2 separate regions of the Bombyx mori genome follow, and region 2 is linked to region 1. A link is a contact called in public Hi-C data. All regions are on one chromosome and are shown on one strand. The core of a region is the stretch at or near the end of the contact, and the rest is flanking DNA. Distances in the headings are between cores, read along the strand shown. Region 1 overlaps E74 (transcription factor E74). Region 2 holds the start of E74 (transcription factor E74).

Region 1 (3,158 bases), core at 321-2,820:
ATCGCGTCGGTTTTATTGAAAGTAGATGTTTAGAAGCATTGGGTTGCATTGGAAAGTTACAGCGAAACGTTTCATATTCAATTCGATAATATTCATATTAGTCAATTCGAAGCCAATTTATAAAGTTTTATATTCAAATGCAAATATGGTTAAGAAATCATTTTTGTTGACACGGTTTTTTATAATTATGAAATAATACAAAATTAAAAGTTACGTGTTAAAGGCGATAAAATTACTGATCTAATGAATAAAATTGAAATATACATAAGAATTTAATATATGGACAAAAATAAGTATCTTAGGTTGGAAGGTACTAAGCGGTAATGGCAAGTTGAGAACTGACTTTTGATGAATTTTGGACTCAGATAAAACTGGTAAACTTGTGTATGAAAATATTTTAATCTCATCACTAAGTCGCATGACGTGTTAGAACCAATTTATCAGTGTATTGTGCATTTTAGTCCCCGGACTGACCATGGTCACTTCAAGTGAGTGAGTGCATAAATCAGCAAGTCATCTAGATAATTCAAACCCGTCGTTTGCAAACGTTGCTTTCGCGTGTGTACGTTGCATAACAGCTTTCCACGCTAGTGGTATCTTGTGGTTGTCTCGCTTGCACCGTACTATAGGTCGTTGACATACCGTGATTCTTGATGAGCAACCGTGAGAATTTCGCTTCAAGGGCCAAAATGCCTTTATATGCTATATGTACGATTACTTTGGGCATAAATAAGCAGTACCTTAGGACTAATTCATCTGGGCTTGACGCAAAAGTTTGAATATTTTGGGTTGTTTCTATCAATCTAAAGAAGAAAAACCCTTTCAAAATCGGTTTTTAGTTCTTGTGACGTTCTTATCGATAGCTTAATTGGTAAATTTTGCACTAATTTTTAAAAGATCCATGACCGATAACGCTTTTGCTGTATCTTGGCGTACGTAGTTTGAATATATTCGGTGATACCAACATTTGAGAAAAAAATATATACATACTAAATACAAACAAACTAGAATGCATATTTTATTAACTGAGTACTTCCGACTGACAGTGGTCTTATGAGAACGATAAAGGGTGTCATTAATACATCTCGACATCATGCCTTAAGGCAGGTGGCAGTACTCTGCCTATATGTCTATGGCATTTGGTTACTTCTTAAAACCAGGTGTGGCGTGAACTTGTTTACCCATGAACATGTCAAAAAGGTGATGAATAACTCTTTCAAAAACATTCAAATAAGCTGACAGTACAAAGTCGTTTCTGACTGTTAAACATCTGAATTGTCTCTGTATTTACCAATATCTATTTACGTCGTAATGATAAATAATAGTAACGATGTAATTGTTCAGGTCATTCTACTACCTCGCACATTATAAATTAAGACACAATTACATATCAAAGTATTTTTAGACTTGTCGTCATATACAATGCGATAACACGTAACGGACATTGCCTTACGTAATCGTATGATTGTGTTAAACGCATAAAACTAAAAACGGAACGTCATAGTCGTGAGCGCGTGGAACGGAACGCAAACGGAAGTGATGCAACGCGTTTCGGCGGGTCGACGGGCATCTGTGTAAACATGGCGGCGCGCGCGTTTTGCTGAATGGCGCGATGGCGGCGAGTCGTTTCCCGCGCTCGCCGGCCGACGACCCCGCCGGCGTCGGTCAGCGCCCGGGGATAGCGAGTGAAAGTAATTCGCGAACGCAACCGCTCGTGAGCCATGCCGCTCTGGTACTTCGCGATGCATTTGAAAGCGTTATACATAGTTAAGAATTGAGGTTTTTCTTAGGTACTTTGAGGTATATTTTGGATGCATTAAAGTATATAAAGCTATCTACCATTCAGACGAGCAGTTCACTTCTTGCAAAACGCTGATGGGAATTATGCGGCCTAAATTGATATATGAAACCGAAATCTCCTCTTGTGAGTCCGCGCGGCTAGGTACCACCACCCTGCCTATTTCTGCCGTGTAGCAGTAATGCGTTTTGGTTTGAAGGGTAGATGGAGCAACCGTTGTAACTATACCTGAGGGCTATGGGCTCCAGTAACCACTTAACACCAGGTGGGCTGTGAGCTCGTCCACCCATCTAAGCAATAAAAAAAATCTTAATTCCATAACGGAATAGTTAATGGAATGTAGATGCGTTGCTATAGGAATAGATAGGTATCGCAAAAACCAGGTCAATTCAACAGTTGATACCAAGTAATGACGCAAGTTTTAAAAACGCGACAGTATTGGTGCTCTTAGTATGCCAACTGTCGTTGTAGTTAGCGTGAAGCTGCCACACGATAGTGTGCTCTAGAACCGACAATTGCTGGAGGAATTCTCGAGTAAGGATTGTGGAGCGCGCGCCCCATCCAGATGGAGCAATGTATGTTGCAAAACGGTCGGCTGGAATCGGATAATCAGAATTTATGTCCAGCAATGAATTAATATTAATGAAGATCGACCGTGGTCCAACGTGCGTTTCTCTCAATGAATAGGATGCAGTTTCATTGGTCAATGCTATTTCGATGCCTCCAATGAACAACTACTCTAACTCAACATTTTGAAAATTTCATTTTTCACGCAAATCGCTTCACTATTTTAAAAGTATTAAAAATTCTTTATTGATGGGGTTCGAAGCAAGAGTAAATCAGCTAGTTACACAAGAAAAAAACCATAAATATATCTGCAGTAATAAAATTTTTATCAACTTTTTTCGTTTAAAAGCTCCTCCTGTAAACCTACGAATTTGGAGTTAGACTAGTGTTCATTGGAGGCATCGATTATCAGTTCTTCTGAAATTCACAAGTACGCAGTGCTTATAGATTCGTAGTTTTATAATTACGATTGCTTGCTCAAAACTTTCTTGGTGTTTCGGATAACAACATGCAAAATTAAATAGGTCGATAAGTGTACCTATATACTTGAATTCGAAGGTATATAAGTATATATACTTGAATTCGAAGATATCGGAACGAGTATGTGATTAACCTCAATTGAACTAAAAATATCATAGCACTTGAGTTTTTTGCACATTTCATCTGAAATCACTGTTCCAACTTAACGTTTTAGAAACATGTGCATTAATTACTAAATAATCTTAAAGATAACTTTTTTGTTTCTCTATGCATGCTAATAATACTCACACCGCATTTGCCTGGACCAATTTGG
Region 2 (3,005 bases), core at 209-2,708, 92 kb after region 1:
AATAGCATTTAGTAAATAGCACAACAATATCGCGTACCATATTGTTATGGACACGTTCACACTGTACTGTACTATATATTATTGGCTTACTTACGGCACTATAGTATAGTGTAGTCTGAAAGCAGCTTTAGACGTAAATGCTACCGGCTAGCTTTGTCGAAGTCCTACTTGCGTATTACGCCTTTTCTACCTTTAAAGACCGAAATGACTAGAAGAGATTTTGAAAGATTATCCATCGTACTTTTTTTTTATTACAACAATGCTCATATGAGTGAATGAAAAACCCTTAAGAATTGTGCCCAATTGTTCGGCAATAGTTCGTGCAGTCTGCGTAATTCAGAGAGATAACTGAGCAAGGTCACTGCCTAAACACCAGCTCGATGATTGTATGCCTTAATTGCTATTTTAGTTCGACCTTAAGAATAAAGTGTGTTGCACATTAGAGGATTTTGTCGCTGCGACACTGAAGCCATTCTGTCGGTCTTTTCACGTTTCGCCGGAAAATTCGTTTTCTAGAGAATTACGTTTATAGTAGTATAATTAATAGTGATGGCAATTTCGAGGTCAAAACTTAAGAAAAAACGTTGCTATTAATTAATTAGTCTATTCAATTTAAATTTGATAGAAATGTAGATATTTTTAATGTTTTTTATATATTATTTTATACATTACATGTAGCATACAAGTGGAATACATAATTTTGTTATTAAAATTAAATTACTTATTACATGAAGAAAAAATATTAATAATAAATAAAAACGTAAGTATACCGGACTACCGGAGCTTATACAATAAACAGCGAAACAATATAATTTAGATTCTGTTTATTCTATAAATCAATATGTGCAATAATTCATAGTTTGTATCACAACTAGTTAATTTATTTGAGAAAATAACAAACTAACGCAAGATCAAACCGTACATATATTTATTCAAATGTGTATTACCAAAATATGTACGCTAATAATATGTACTCCTTACTGAAATATTTTGACATGAACGATGCAATGCTTACTTATGAATTTTTAAAACAGAGTTATTTAGTTGACGCATGTTATCACAATGTCAACATTTTTTTTTTCTCAGTAACAAAAAAGATTACTTTGTCAATAAAGTAATACATAGAACATAACGATGATTGTTTTGTTACTTACCAAGTCCAAAAAGCAATCCAAAAGGTTCACTGATCCTTCCAACACATCCACACAAAAAAATATTCATGAAACTCAAAAAAAAAAACCTGGCATATAACGAAAAATCTTTTGTCAAAAAATTCCAAAAAAGCACTCTCAAAACTGCTGTCACTGTCAAAGGTTTGTTTTTTTACTTCGTTCTCGTAAACAAATTCACGTCTCACGGAGTTCCAAAACGTTGTAGGCTGCGCTCGTACGTCGAGCTGTTTGTGAGAGCGGGGCGTCGCTCACTGACGTCCGCATCCGACGGCGGCTCACGAGTCACTGAACTGGTCACACCGCGCCCCTGTCGGCGTGCGGAGGCCGATCGCGTGTATTATTACAACGGCACTAATGTTATCATTGTGGAACCCTGAAATTGACGAAAATGAATTAGGTCAAAATGCCTCCCATCCAATAAACAGTTCAATTTTTTACATAACAGTACCTTCAGACTGATTTAATCCGTTAAAAGTTTTCTGAGTACGCTTAGCACGTGTTTTCATTGTAGAATTCTAAATACTGTATTATACTTTTAGACAAATCTGGCCTAAAGTCCCCAAATCAATGCGCGGCACGCTCCTCACATTATGAAAGGTTTTTCCACGAATATCCGATTATGTTTGTCGGCAAAAACAAAATTACTGGCGATTTAGGATTTTTAAATAAATGAAAGAGCTTTATGTCAAAATCTAAAAGGTTACTTACATATTGATTTTCTTGACTAGAGAAAATCTGATTATAACGTAAAACCGTTACAATTTTGAGGCTAAACATGTACCTAATTTTGTCTTTTCCCAATAATTGGGCTGGAAATACCAGAGTATAGATTATACTGATAAATTTCATTGCGATATCCATCCAGTTTCAGATTGATGACTAACGCTAATCTTATCAAGTGTACTTGGAACTGAAAAATTAATTAAAGAAAATATAATCGGAAATTTTAAATTAGATCAAACGGGCGAACCTGAAGACACACCTGATATTAGCCGGCCAACAGCGAATATTGACACGACAATTAAAATACAAAAATAATACGAAAATATTGAACCTCTTACATGAGACTTTAGCCAAAAGCATAAATTATTTATGATACTGTGACTAATTGCTTTAGTCCGCCTATAAATAGTTGACCACGTTTGACCCAGCGCTTGGCCCATCATCTAGAATCTTCAAATTTTTGGCAACGAAGTTACTGGACTTATAGTAACTAGTGGTAGTTCCTCGGGCGTGGCGTGAGCTTTCGAACGCGAAGCTTTTGCGCGTTCCGTTCTAAAGAATACGACTTCAGTTTTTCCAATGGAACTGAGACTCAATTTCAATTCTTGAGATGAGCAGCTGAATTCAAATGGTATCGTGGATGCAGTTTTACGAGAAGCTATATAGTATTGTATCGAAATTAATACCAAACGCAAATGCTCGACCCATTAAGCAGCAATTATATCTTCTACTAGCTGACCCGGCAGACTTCGTAGTGCCTCAATCGATAAATAAAAGACCTAAACTTTTGTATAAAATAAATTTAAAACAAACAAAATGAATCCGTCCGACGTTTAATTCCGAACATTTTCATGCTTAAGTCTACCTTTTAAACCTTCTCTGGACCTCCACAAATAATTCAAGACCAAAATTAGCCAAATCGGTCCAGCTGTTCTCTTAGCGAGACTAACGAACAGCAATTCATTTATATATATTAACTCATTATATTCAATATATTAATTCATTATATTCAATTTATTTAAATACTAACATAGTTCGTAAGTTCTTTGTAATACTAACACAATATGAGACTGATGTCTTGAAATAAAAGGTTTTTATTTTTATTTATTA

What was found. Hi-C and Micro-C count contacts between places; a contact is called where the count stands out from the background.
Region 2: a Hi-C map of midgut shows a contact between it and region 1, with 1.5 times the contacts expected there. The contact joins the promoter of E74 here to the enhancer-like site in region 1. A contact is called at or near these places in 2 of 7 Hi-C or Micro-C datasets (midgut and whole pupa).

What each region holds. Positions count from the first base shown.
Region 1 is chr15:718,426-721,583 of ASM3026992v2, forward strand. The region is part of intron 3 of E74 (transcription factor E74); the gene reads right to left. All of the region lies in intron 2 of LOC101739180 (U7 snRNA-associated Sm-like protein LSm11), which reads left to right. Among protein-coding and RNA genes, the nearest start is that of LOC101739180, 7.2 kb to the left of the region's middle. Within about 2 kb of position 1,571, at least 8 of the 8 cell types and tissues checked have open chromatin away from gene starts, as enhancers often do.
Region 2 is chr15:810,826-813,830 of ASM3026992v2, forward strand. E74 (transcription factor E74) reads right to left here and starts at 1,459. Exons shown (of 10, transcript NM_001043979.1): 1 at 1,155-1,459.